Regions from separate parts of the Mus musculus genome. Here regions 2 and 3 are each linked to region 1. A link is a contact called in public Hi-C and HiChIP or PLAC-seq data. All regions are on one chromosome and are shown on one strand. Each heading gives the region's core, a stretch centred on a gene start, on an enhancer-like site or on the middle of the called end of the contact. The rest is flanking DNA. Distances are from core to core; before and after follow the strand shown.

What was found. A called contact is a pair of places that touch in the nucleus more often than the background predicts. HiChIP or PLAC-seq counts read pairs in DNA pulled down with a chosen protein or histone mark.
Region 2: an HNF4G HiChIP or PLAC-seq map of pancreatic cancer cells shows a contact between it and region 1. The contact joins the enhancer-like site here to the promoter of Ppm1l in region 1. A contact is called at or near these places in 5 of 39 promoter capture datasets (the 3T3-L1 cell line, the HPC-7 cell line, HPC-7-derived erythroid cells and 3 more), 1 of 15 datasets of contacts at CTCF or cohesin (the NIH/3T3 cell line), 4 of 484 Hi-C or Micro-C datasets (the C2C12 cell line, cerebral cortex, cortical neurons and 1 more), 16 of 115 datasets of contacts at active chromatin or transcription factors (the NIH/3T3 cell line, bone marrow-derived macrophages, craniofacial prominence and 11 more) and 2 of 9 other capture datasets (adipose tissue and pancreatic islet).
Region 3: a contact with region 1 is called in a Hi-C map of Th1 cells, with 2.9 times the contacts expected there. The contact joins the enhancer-like site here to the promoter of Ppm1l in region 1. A contact is called at or near these places in 2 of 39 promoter capture datasets (macrophages and neutrophils), 5 of 484 Hi-C or Micro-C datasets (CD4 T cells, the HL-1 cell line, Th1 cells and 2 more), 4 of 115 datasets of contacts at active chromatin or transcription factors (effector CD8 T cells, embryonic stem cells, memory CD8 T cells and 1 more) and 2 of 9 other capture datasets (adipose tissue and liver).

The regions. Positions count from the first base shown.
Region 1 is chr3:69,315,267-69,319,119 of GRCm38.p6, reverse strand. It overlaps Ppm1l (protein phosphatase 1 (formerly 2C)-like), which reads right to left and starts at 2,202. Exons shown (of 4, transcript NM_178726.3): 1 at 1,155-2,202. The coding sequence starts at 1,553.
Region 2 is chr3:69,438,539-69,442,391 of GRCm38.p6, reverse strand. The region is part of intron 1 of Ppm1l (protein phosphatase 1 (formerly 2C)-like); the gene reads right to left. Among named protein-coding and RNA genes, the nearest start is that of Gm52607, 22 kb to the left of the region's middle. Within about 2 kb of position 2,006, at least 62 of the 459 cell types and tissues checked have an H3K27ac peak or open chromatin away from gene starts, as enhancers often do. A contact at or near this core is called in the C2C12 cell line, the HPC-7 cell line, the NIH/3T3 cell line and 3 more, where this site is marked.
Region 3 is chr3:69,203,892-69,207,744 of GRCm38.p6, reverse strand. No RefSeq gene overlaps it. Among named protein-coding and RNA genes, the nearest start is that of Arl14, 17 kb to the left of the region's middle. Within about 2 kb of position 1,899, at least 126 of the 459 cell types and tissues checked have an H3K27ac peak or open chromatin away from gene starts, as enhancers often do. A contact at or near this core is called in the HL-1 cell line, Th1 cells, adipose tissue and 6 more, where this site is marked.

The DNA.
Region 1 (3,853 bases), core at 953-3,452:
AATACTAATTCCAGTCTTATCACCTAAATGCTCCAAATGTTTGGTGTTCTCTACAAAGTTAACAGGGAGGCACTGTAACCTGGGCAACATTTGCAAACGGTGAGTGGAGAGTGGAGAGCGCCTATAAGATAACCAACTGAAAGCTTCCTCAGACCAAAAACAAGCAACGGTGCCCTGGGGCCCACCGGGAGGAGGAAGACGGATAAGAATGCAAGGAAAGGGGAAGAGGAAGACAGGACAACCAACCCGGGAAAGGAATGCCGCCAAGAAAGAGGTGGGGAAGCCTGAAGCAATGTAAGTTACAAGTGTCCAGCTGAGGCAGATGTCAGAACTTGCTACGGAGCCACATTTTAACACGCCCTACGTCTGGGCACAGGGCCAAGGGCAGGACCTCCAGGAAACCTGAGACTCCACACGCCCAGAGTGTCCAATGTCACAGAAATATGCCAGAAAGACCTATAGCAGGCTTTAGTCTATTTCCTGCTCCCAGATCAACCCCAAGCAAAGGCTTATAGAAAGAAGAGGACATCAGCATCCCCAAGCTGGCCACTGCATAGAGGTCAGGTGTGCCTAACGCCGGCTCTGAGCGCACTGCCACCTCTGCAAAGGCCAGGCAGCCAAAACCCACCACCAGCGAGGCACCCTGTCCCACGTCCTATGGCTCTAGCAAAGTTGGCAGAGTTGGGAAGAAGCGAAGCGTTGCAGCTGGGAGTCCTTCCCTAGCGCGAAGCGAATAGAAGTCGGAGCTTCCTTCACCTTCACCCAGTCTATCCAACTGGTGCAGGCTTCTTCTTTTAGGGGTACACGAAAGACACGACGTTCCTTAACTGCCTCAAACTCTAGAACCGGGACACTGAGGCCTGGTGACAAAGTTCACTGCATATACTATTCATTCTTCCCAGAAAACTAGCAGTTATTAACTGGCTTCTGACCTTGGGAACTTTATATTAAAATGGCACGGAATATCCAGTGTCTCTCGTGTCTCTCAGCTAAAGTGAACGCTCTCATACCCAAGATCTCCTTGGCAGGGTCTTGGGAACTTGACTCACCTTGTCATCACCAGGTCATTACCACGCCCCTCTCACCCCGATCCGACCCCGCCAAGCACGAGACGCCCGGTTATTTACACACACATAGACCCAGAGAACTCCTACCTCGCCGCCGTGCCCATCAAAGATTCCGAAGATGGACGGGTGCGTCTTGTTGGCTAGATCGGTGAGAACTTCGAAGCGATCTTCCATGTGGTCTCTCCGGCCCTGGATGGAGTACACCGCCACATTATGGCTCTTGAATTCCCAGGTCTTGGAAAACTCGGCCTCCAGCACATCAAGTCCTCCAAGACGATCGTTCTGCATAATCTCGGCCACCTTGCCCTTCACCATCTTCACCGCGTCCCGGCTAGACTTAACGATGGTCTTCACTTCGTCCGTGTGGAAGAAGTAACTCCAGAGAGCCAAGCTGATGCACAGCAGGAAAAGCGTCTCGGGTCTCAGTAAGAAGTAGCGCATGATGCGACCCAGCAGAGACAGCAAAGTCATTGTATCCTCTATCATTTATTATCCCTAGAGCCCGGACCAGCAGCAGCGACGCGTGCCCCGCAACTCGCGGGGTCCGAGTACTGCGGGCACTGCCCGCGGGGACCAAGGCGGAGAGGCAGCCCGGGCCGACAGGGTGAACGAACCCACGGCCGCTCGGAACAGTCGTCCAGAACGATGGCAGTTTCCCTTTTGTCTGGGCAGCCCGAAGGCCCGTGCCTGCCGCCTGCGCCGCCTTCCCTCCCCGCGCTCTTTGTGAGACCGCAGCGACGGCGGCGGCGGCGGCCGCCGCGGGTGCCCCGGGTGGGCGACAGGAATCAAGTTAAAGTTGCGCCGAGCCGGTCCGCAACGGTGAAGAGGATTTCGGGGTGCCGATGCCCGCGCGGTCCCTTTAGGGGTCCCCCCTCGCGGTTCCCGGGAGCGATCGGCAGGTGAGGAAGCGCAGGGCGCAAGAGCCCGGCGGCGAGGGTTGCACGTTCCCTCGATCGCCGCTGCAGGCGAGCTTGGGGGACGAGACAGCGGAGCGTTGCGATTTCGTCACACATCCAGGGGGGGTCCCCGAAACAATAAAAGTTTTGCCGGTGCCTGGGCAAAGGCAGGGGGACACCGAGCTGGGAAACGCAGCACGATGGGTGCGGAGCCGCCGGCAGGCTCTGCCTGCCTCTCCCCAGCACCTCTCAGCTCGGCTCGGCTCGGCTCGGCTCGACTCCGCTCGGCTGCTCCCGGCTCCGCTCGCGCTCGCCCCTCCCCTCCCCGCACACGCTCGCCCCGCCCCGCCCCGCCCCGGGAGTGGCGCTTCCAGATGCGTAACACTGTCACCCGGCTGGGGGCCCGAAGGAGCTCGCCGGGGCGGACGCACGTGGGCAGCAGGCGGGTCGGGGGAGAGCCGCGGGGGGTGAGCGGCAAATCCAGCCGCCCAGCTCTAGCCGATTGTCGATTCTGCCTTGGAGGCCGGCTCCCAGGGACAATGTGATAGTGACGTGAGGTCACTGAACGTCGGTTTCTTGGGCGGCACGGCTGCTCGCTGGGGAGCCGGGAGCTGTACCTGAGCCCTCCCCCCCTCCGGCACGCTACACAATGGTACGGTCCACGCCAGACTTTTCGTAGGGCTAGCGAGATGGGACACATTTCTCCTGTCTCAAAAATCGAAAGTGAGTGATTACTTTGGCCACCCGAGGCAGCTGCCACAGAGACCCGCCGGGATCTCCCAAGAGGCAGGACTTGGACTCGGACCGCAAGAGCTATGTCTCTCTGAAGGCAGAACCGGGGATCTCAGAACCGGAGGCTTGACGTGTAATGGCAAACGCCGGAGGACCAGGAAGGGCCGGCCTCTGAAGACTGGGACTGTGCTGGTGGCCACTCATCCATAAGGAACATGCTTGGAGTGTCCCTCAGCGAGCTACTCTGCCTATGGTTCAAGTTAGAAATCCTCTGGAGCCTTGAAAGTGACAACCACCTTCAGTCCTTGCCGAAGATGAGGGCAGGAGTTTGAGTAGGCAAAGGTGGACCTCAGCAGGATAACTTGAAGTTGGGGCAAGGACTGGTCGCCTAGAATATGAAGCAAGTAATCTTTAAAAGGAACTTCTCTTTCTCTCTACCTCTGTCCACGAAGGACGGTGCTGACCCACCGGACTGACGGTCAGGCATCCTGATAGTCTCCCAGCCAGTGTTCCCCCAAACACTTCTGCCTTCTTTTGATCCCAGTTCCGTCTTAAGATATAAAATATAATTACTGCAATAAAATATAACAAAATGTTCACAGTTGGCAACTAAAGTAACTTTAAACAATTTACATTTTGTCCAGATTTTTGTCTATTCTCCGTAACTGCTAAAGTTTCTACAAAAACCTGGACTTCCCTAACAACAACAACAGAAGAAACATGCTTAAGTATTTAAATAATATGACCCCAACAATATAAACATAAGTAGGAATGATGGGAAAGGAATATAAGCAACTGTTAAGAGTATATTTTTGAAAACTAGGATATGTCTTTAATTATGATTATGGCCATAGTTTTCGATATTGTCCACCTGATCGAGAAAATATGAAAATGGGTCATTTCATTCAACATTCAAGAGGTTCCAAAATCAGATAATAAAAGAAAACTCCTCTAAGAACTGTAGCTAGAGAGAATGTCTAGGTATTGTTAGGACAATTGTAATTATTTCTTACTGTAATAACTTAGCAGATTTGAGGTATATTAGTACTTTTGTCCATACAATTTTGTCTCCTCCAACAAACAGTTTGTAGATAAACTGATAAGGATTCCAGAAGTCTGACCTCTCTTGAAGTCACTAGTAGTAAAAGTCCCAGCCCA
Region 2 (3,853 bases), core at 757-3,256, 120 kb before region 1:
AGGAAATTAGGATGTTTGCTTCTGAGTTACAGAGAGCCATCTATGATGCTATGATGCTACATTTAACATGCAATGATCAGATAAGAACTCATTTTATGGCAACAATATAAAGGCATACATATAACAGAGACACATGAGCTACAGCTCTATCATTCTATCTGAAAACTAGAAAAGCAAAACTCAGACATTTAGACTTTTAAAAGAAAAACAGTTATCTCTAAGCCAGGTGTGGTACTGCACATCTTTAATCCCAGCACTTAGGAGGCAGAGACAGGAGGATCCCTGAGTTCAAGGCCAGCCTGGTCTACAGAGCCAGTTCCAGGACAGCCAGGCCTACAGACAAACCCTGTCTTGACAAACCAAAAATGAAAAAAGAAAAAAAAAAGAGTTATGTCTAAAACAATAATGATTTGTACCCTTTTCAATGAACTGCAAGGAATCCAATGACTAATTGCAACCTTCTTCACTCTTAGAGAAGACAGTGTGTAAAAATGTGACTTTTATCTTGCCTCTGGCCTCTTAAGGGTTGAGTCTGAGAAACACACATACACAGTGGGACAGATATACTATTAGCCACAGCGAAGATCATTCCTAACACTAACACTATCAGTCTACAAAATCCATAGCCTACTTACACTTTGCTAACACGTTTATATGTATGTTTTTCTTCATGGCTTTTTATAAAATCTTTTATTAACAAAAATTTAGCCAGTAGGGAATAGGAGAGTAGACCTTAATTAACTGTTCATACAAGTGATAAAGAAGGATTTCTAATACCTTAGGTCAGGCCGGTAAAGGAGGTGGGACAGGAAAGAAGAGGCTGGAGAAGGGCTGAGAAGGGTTTCTGGGCATCCTGAAGCCCACCAGAATTGCCAAGGGGCCTACACTACTCCTATCCTCCCCCAGACCTGCCATCCCCACCCATCTACAGGTTGATTCAAAAGGATAAGGTAAAGGTGACTGAGAGGAACAGACCACCAGTACCTTGCTCATGGAAAGAGAGTGTCTTTTTGGGAGGTGTCAAGTCATGCTCTGGAAGCTGAGGTCCAGAAATCAGAACTACCACACACTGAATTGCTTCTCTGAGACTTAACACTACTTCTTAGCTCAATAAACTTCTGGAAAGTTTTTAATAACGATACCGGGTTGTCACTTGGTTTAATGGTATACAAGATCTTATCTGTCACACTTTCTTTCCCTAGTACTTCAGGAAACCCTAAAACAGCATGAAAATGGCCCTGTTCCATGGTATGGAGGCTCTGGGCTGGATTAAATCCCTGGCACTAGTGCTCTGCTGCAGTGATCAGCTTTTAGAGACCATTCAGCTAAAGCTCACCTACTCAACCCCTGTTTACTAGGAAGTGGCTTCACAGTGGTTAGTAAGCGCATTAGTCACTGAAGAGTCACTATGAACAACGTTAGCATCATCAGCTCCGCGGGGTTCCTCGAACCACAGGGGCAGAGCTCAAACATCTGGCTAATCTCTACTGTCTATGGAGAAATGAGGCCCCTTGTCATTTCTTCAGTGTCATTGCTTTCCAATCCTCTGTCCTTTGTAGTAGGTTTCAGCAGCTACAAATCCCTGCACCCCAGGTCCCAGGAGAGCCATGAGTTTCTGCCCACTACATTTGTAGACCACTGCGTTATGCTGTCAGGTCAGCAAGTGTGGCATCTACTGCTTGTTCTACTTAAAGCTGTAGCCCACTGAGAAGGTTTCAATTGTAAAGTCTAATTAATCATACAGAGCTCCCCACTACTGAACATAGCTTTGCTATGAAGCCCTTTAATTGTCTGCAACTGCCTGGTTTCTCCCTCTCTTTTTTAAAACGCCCCATCACTTTGAATTTCTCTTTAGACAACAGTCATTTTCTTCCAATTTCATCCCGCATTTGGATGGTAAATTCTTGATGGATCGGAATTGTGTCATCCCTCTATTTAGATGAATAAATTGAGGCTTTAGAAAGTGGAACAACTTGTCAAATGATAGCAAGTGGCAACGTGGGGACTCACGCCAGCTCTGAGTAACTCTAGGCTCAGGCTAGTTCCTCCCCTTATCCTCTATATCCCTGAACCCTTCCTTAGACAGCAAGTTAGCAGTTCCTTTAGCAAAACAGGAACACAGCACACTGCCAGTTGGAGGTGGGAAACATTAAAGTGATGTTCTCCTGATGGGCCACCATTCCTCCAATCATACTCTGGGGGAACAACAGCAATAGCAACACCACAAGTAACTGAATTTGGGGGCCATTATTTTTATCTTTTAAAACTTATGAGAGTGGAGATGTAACTCAGTTGACAGAGTGTTTGCCTAATATGTACAGAACTCTGGGTTCAATCCCCACCATGTTAATAGCTAGCCAGGGTGGCAGACATCAGTACTCTTAGCACTCAGGGGTTGGAAGCAAGAAGATCATAATTCCTGGCCATCCTTGTCTGTAGAGTGAGTTCAAGTCCGGCTTGGGATACATAAAAGCCGGTCTCAAACAAAGGTTTTTTAATGGGAAAGGAAAGGAAACTTGAAAAAGTTAGATGGATACTGGCAGCTTTATTCAGGACACGTGAGATCATTTAGCACAACCCTATACTGTGGTGCATGGAGTTCTGAGTGTATATGTTTCATATTTTAAAAGACATAGGACATTAACATTTCTTGTTACATATCATGAAATACAACTATCCTTCATGAATTTCACATAATTCACTAGGAGAGTATCTTGTAGCAAGGAGCTTTAACAGTAGCATTTCACAGTACAACACATACAGTAACTGACTTCAAAGCCATGAAAAAAACAAACCCGCGTTTATTGCCAGCATTTCTTTCCCCGTCAATCCTCTTCTATCCCTTTTGGTAGCTTGCTTATGGCAGTGCATAAATGTATATACCAAAACTCACGTAACTTGTCAAATGCTTGCCCTTTATTGTATGTAAATTATAATTCAATAAAGTAAACCTAAAGTCTTAAGCATGCATTTAAATAAATTGCCAAGCCAAATGCTCTAAGATCTACCATTACTAGGATTACAGCTGGCAGCAGCCTACTCTGTGCCAGCGCACGGTGATTAAGTGCAGCAACCCACACGGCGTCTGACATTCAATGAGGAAGTCACAAAAAAGTAGAATGTGCTTCACACCATGATTAATATAGGATCCCTATATTTAGTTTCTGTTTGAACATTTCCCCTCCTTTCCCTCCATCCCTGAACCCTGCTGAGGACATAGTATAAATCTGAAGGCTAAAGATCACAAAGTTTTGATGAATGAAACAGACAAGAACATGACAGACTCTTGCAGGACAAAATGAACTCCCACCCCCACCCCCGTTGTCATTTTTAAACTAATTGTAGTTATTTAAAGTAACCTTCGAGCGTGCATCAAAGTAAGCTGGGGACAGCAATGACGTGGGCTCTTTACACACTTTTATCTACAGCAGATAGAACCACGTTCCTTCCCAGAGAGGCATGTTCAGATTCTACTGCTATAGTTCTGGACGAATGTCTGTGGATGACCATACTTGGAAATGAGAGAGAACGAGAGGGGGAAGAAAGGAAGAAAACAACAATAACAAAACCCAAAAGTCCAGTACCATCTCTTGGAGTCAGAGCCTTATTAGAAGTAAAATACAACAAAAGTAACAGATATCACTTATCACGTTTCTTCATATTAAAAATAAAACCTTTGTTGTCTGATTCCTATAATTTGCAGCATAAAAGCACAGTATTCGTTAATACCTAGTTAATGAGTATGCAGTCATATTTTAAGAGAGAAAACATTACCTCAGAGAAGCCTATTTTTAAAAGCTTCTGAATAGTTGGAGGAACACTAAGCTGCCCTCTTCATTAAGAAACAGATGCA
Region 3 (3,853 bases), core at 650-3,149, 110 kb after region 1:
TTATTTTGTTGGAATAGAGTCTTACATAGTCTCAAATTCACTATGTAGTCAACCATGACCTTGAATTCAGGGTCCTCCTTCCTCCAGCTCCAGTAGATTGAGATTACATCACAGCCCACCTGGTTGAAAGGGCAAACATTTAGAAGGAAGATCTAAAGTTCATGAAAAGTTTGTATCATAGGACTGTCTCTCTATTCTATTGTTGACATTTTTATCTTTTTAGTTCCAAGGGTTGACAGAAATCACTATGTGTTCAGAAAATACCTTTGTGTCAGAAATTAGACAAATATTTATTAATTGCCATGAGCCAGGACCTAGAAGGATGGTGTTCACCGTGCCTAAGAAAGTCTCATGGAGGATCCGTGACTCAGTCTCGGGCTGAGGAGAGCTTTTCTGGAGGCTGTTTCAATGCTAAGTTTAAGGCCAGCAAATTTTGCAGAGGAAAGGCACAGAGAAATTCAACACTTCTGTGATTATTTGGACCTTTGTGTCAGCTTCTTGGAGCCCACAGCTCTCCTGACCAGGAGAACACTTCTCCTGTGAAGTAGTGCCTCCTTGGGGATTTGAACAAAAAGGACCCTGAGGGGGTCTCGACACCTGCTGTTCCTGCTGGACTCTCAACTCTGGGTGGAGGGTGTCCTCTGCTCCCTGGATTATTTGCAGAAATCAGAATGGTGGCCCAGCCACGAGTCTCCTCAGCCTCCTTGGACTGTTAGCTCATTGCACGTCCTCATATTCTTACCAATGACTGCTTTCTTGCTCACCTACAAATGGTCTCTAGAATCCTACCCTCTGGATACCTAGTGACTAGGTGCCGACTCCAACACAGCCTACTCAAACATCAGATGTGATTTTCACAAAGGAGAGGAAAAAGATTCATCTGCCAGCTGTAAGCCAGAGCATCAAACAAACACAAATTCTAAAGATTTATTTTACTTTTAATGGTGTGTGTGTGTGTGTGTGCGCGCGCACGTGTGCATGCGTGCACATGCCCATGTACGTGCCCATGACTTTGTGAGGGCATGTGCCCATGAATGCAGAAGACAGAGCTATCTGATCCCTGCAGCTGGAGTTACAGATGGTTTGGCTGAGAACCAAACCTGAAAACGTAGTGCTTGCTTTATCTGCTGAGCTCTCCCTCCAGGCCCATATAAACAATATTTAATATTAAAATGCCACTAATATACTATTTCCATCAAATGTAATAATACCCACTGAGCCCAAAAGTGTAAGGGACTCACCAAAAAGTCCTGTATCAAGTGGACTATAAAAAAAATTACAGACGTCATATCCATTTAGAAAACCTAGAGATTGGGTGACAGGCTTGCATTGCAGCCAGCCACACCCATCAGTATAGAAAGTAGCTTTCGTCTTAGCCAATGATAACAGAGAAAGATGCTCATTCAAAGTAGCGATAATAACTGTAAATCATCTAGACATTTTCTCACTAACACATGCAGAGAATCTGTATGAAGAAAATATCACAACTTTATAGCTGTTCACAAAAATAACTGAATAGAAACCATGCCTCACTAATTTATGAGTTAAATTCAGTCCTAATAAGAAAATAATTGCTTGCAAATATTTATAGAGCATTTAATCATACATGTTACCAAGCTCTGGATATGCGGGGAGGAATGTCTCTCAAGGGCAAGCAGGAAGCAGGAGAGGAAATAGACAAACTTATCATATCTGATCATCAACGGTGCTGTGGGGTTGACAGTGCTGATGGTTGACTAAAAATAGTAAGCAGGAGATGTAACACTCCTGTGACTAGGCTGATGGGTGTCAGCCTCACAGAGGAGGTGGCACGAAAAGTGGCTTATGACAGACAACAGAAGTGAGATCAGAGCTCTAATGCCGCATTGGTCAGAGAGAGCTAGGAGACGGAAGCCCTGGGCTGCAGTTGGAACCTTGTCAACAAGGGGAATTCTGGGGAACATGAGACAGCAGTTTTTAAAAAGGTCAGGAGTTGTACAGAAATTGTAGGTCACAGGGAGGGGCTTGGAGTTTATTCTAGATTCTTCTTGGAAGGCACTGGACAGTGGTGAGCAGGGAAACCCCTTGTGAGGACTATCCTGGCTGCTGTGTAGCAAGCCAGCAGTGGGGCTAGGCAATGTGGAGGCAGGGGTCTGGGCTGATGACTCTCAAAGCTGTCTTCCTTGGAGATGATGCCATACCAGACTAGAGGAGCAGGGACAGGAAGTGGAATCTGATCAGACTCAAGGCTCAAGGTGTAAATTAGGAGGACTCCAGAGGGGGAGGGGGACTTGCTGGATAGGGGTGAAAGATGGAGGCTTCAGATAGCCCTTGAGTTTCGATTTTATCTAAACAACAGGGAAATGATGTCGTCATTTACTGAGAGAATGGGGGAGGAGGCTTTAAGAAGAGTAACCAGGGCTAAAACGCTAGGTCTGTATAAAACCTGCACAAGCAGACAGAAGAGACAGTAAACAGAGAGAAACAAATGCAACCATGGAAAATATGCAGTGTGTTTTTTTTAAATCAAGCCAAATAGGAAGTATACCTGCCTTTTATTAAATATTTGGCAAGTAAAACACATGCAACACAGACACAACTTTTCATGAAAATATTTTCAGAAAGTTCAGAGAAACAATTATATAGACATAGATTCAGACACAAACTATATATGCCACTATGGTGATGTGTTCTTAAAGATTTTTTTGTCTCCAACTTTCCTTTGAAGGAAATGTTGAAGGTAATGGCTGCACAGCAGGCAAGGGAGTCTGGGAGTTTGATGCTGCGGCAGATGACATCTCTAGCTGGCCTCCCCACCCTTTAGTTTCTTCATATGAGGAATACCAACCCTGGTGTGTGTGCCCACTTTAACAGTGTTGGTCTCTATTACTTGAAACCAAATAGAATTCTTTTTCTTTTTTTTTTTAAGATTATTTTTGAGTGTGTGTGTGTGTGTGTGTGTGTTTCTTGAGTGTAGTGGTACCCTCAGAGGCCAGAAGAGTGTATTAGATTCCTAGGAGCTCAAGTTATAGGTGGCTGTGAGCTGCCCAATATGGGTGCCAGGAACCTCACTCAAGTCCTCTGAGAGAGGAGCATGCACTTTTAAGGTCTGAGCTGTCTCTCCTGGCTCATGTATTCCAGGTTGGGGTGGAACTTCCTATATAGCTGAAAATGAGCTCAAACATTTGATTTCTCTGCCTCCGTCAATTCAGCGGGAGGGCTGAAGGCACACGACACCACACCCAGTTTATGCTGTCCTTGAAATCAAACTCAGGACTTTGTGCATACGGTAGACACTCTGCCATCTGAGCTATATCTGGCCCACCACATAGAATCCTTAACAAAACAGGAAACTTCTCAGTGTCTAGTGTTAGCAAACTTCTACCATATATTTGGGAACCAGGCACACCATGGGGTGAGGTGGGGAACGGGAGGAACAGCAGATCTAAACCTAAGAAAGCTCAACGATAAAAGCAGACCAGGCTGGAGGCGTGACTCGGGAAGTTAAGAGCGCTGGTTTCTCTCCCTAGAGGATGCAAGTTCAATTCCCAGCACCTACAGAAGGCAGCTCACAGGAGATTTGGTACTCTTCTGCCTCCACAGACTCTTGCATGTGCATGCACATACCATATGCATATATGTGCAGTTAAAATTCTTTTTAAAATTTAAAAAGAAAGAGGGGGAGCATCATATTATCAATGTGCTAAAGAAGCCATTAGTGCTTTTACCCAAACAGACCTGGTTTGCTCCCCTGGGTGCTGAAGGAATCTGCTTCCCACTTCCCAGTGCTTAAGTTAGGCCTGTGCAGCTGGCTCTGGTCAGTGAGCTGTGAATGGATGTGGAGGGGGGAGCTTTTAACTCAGAACACTTAATT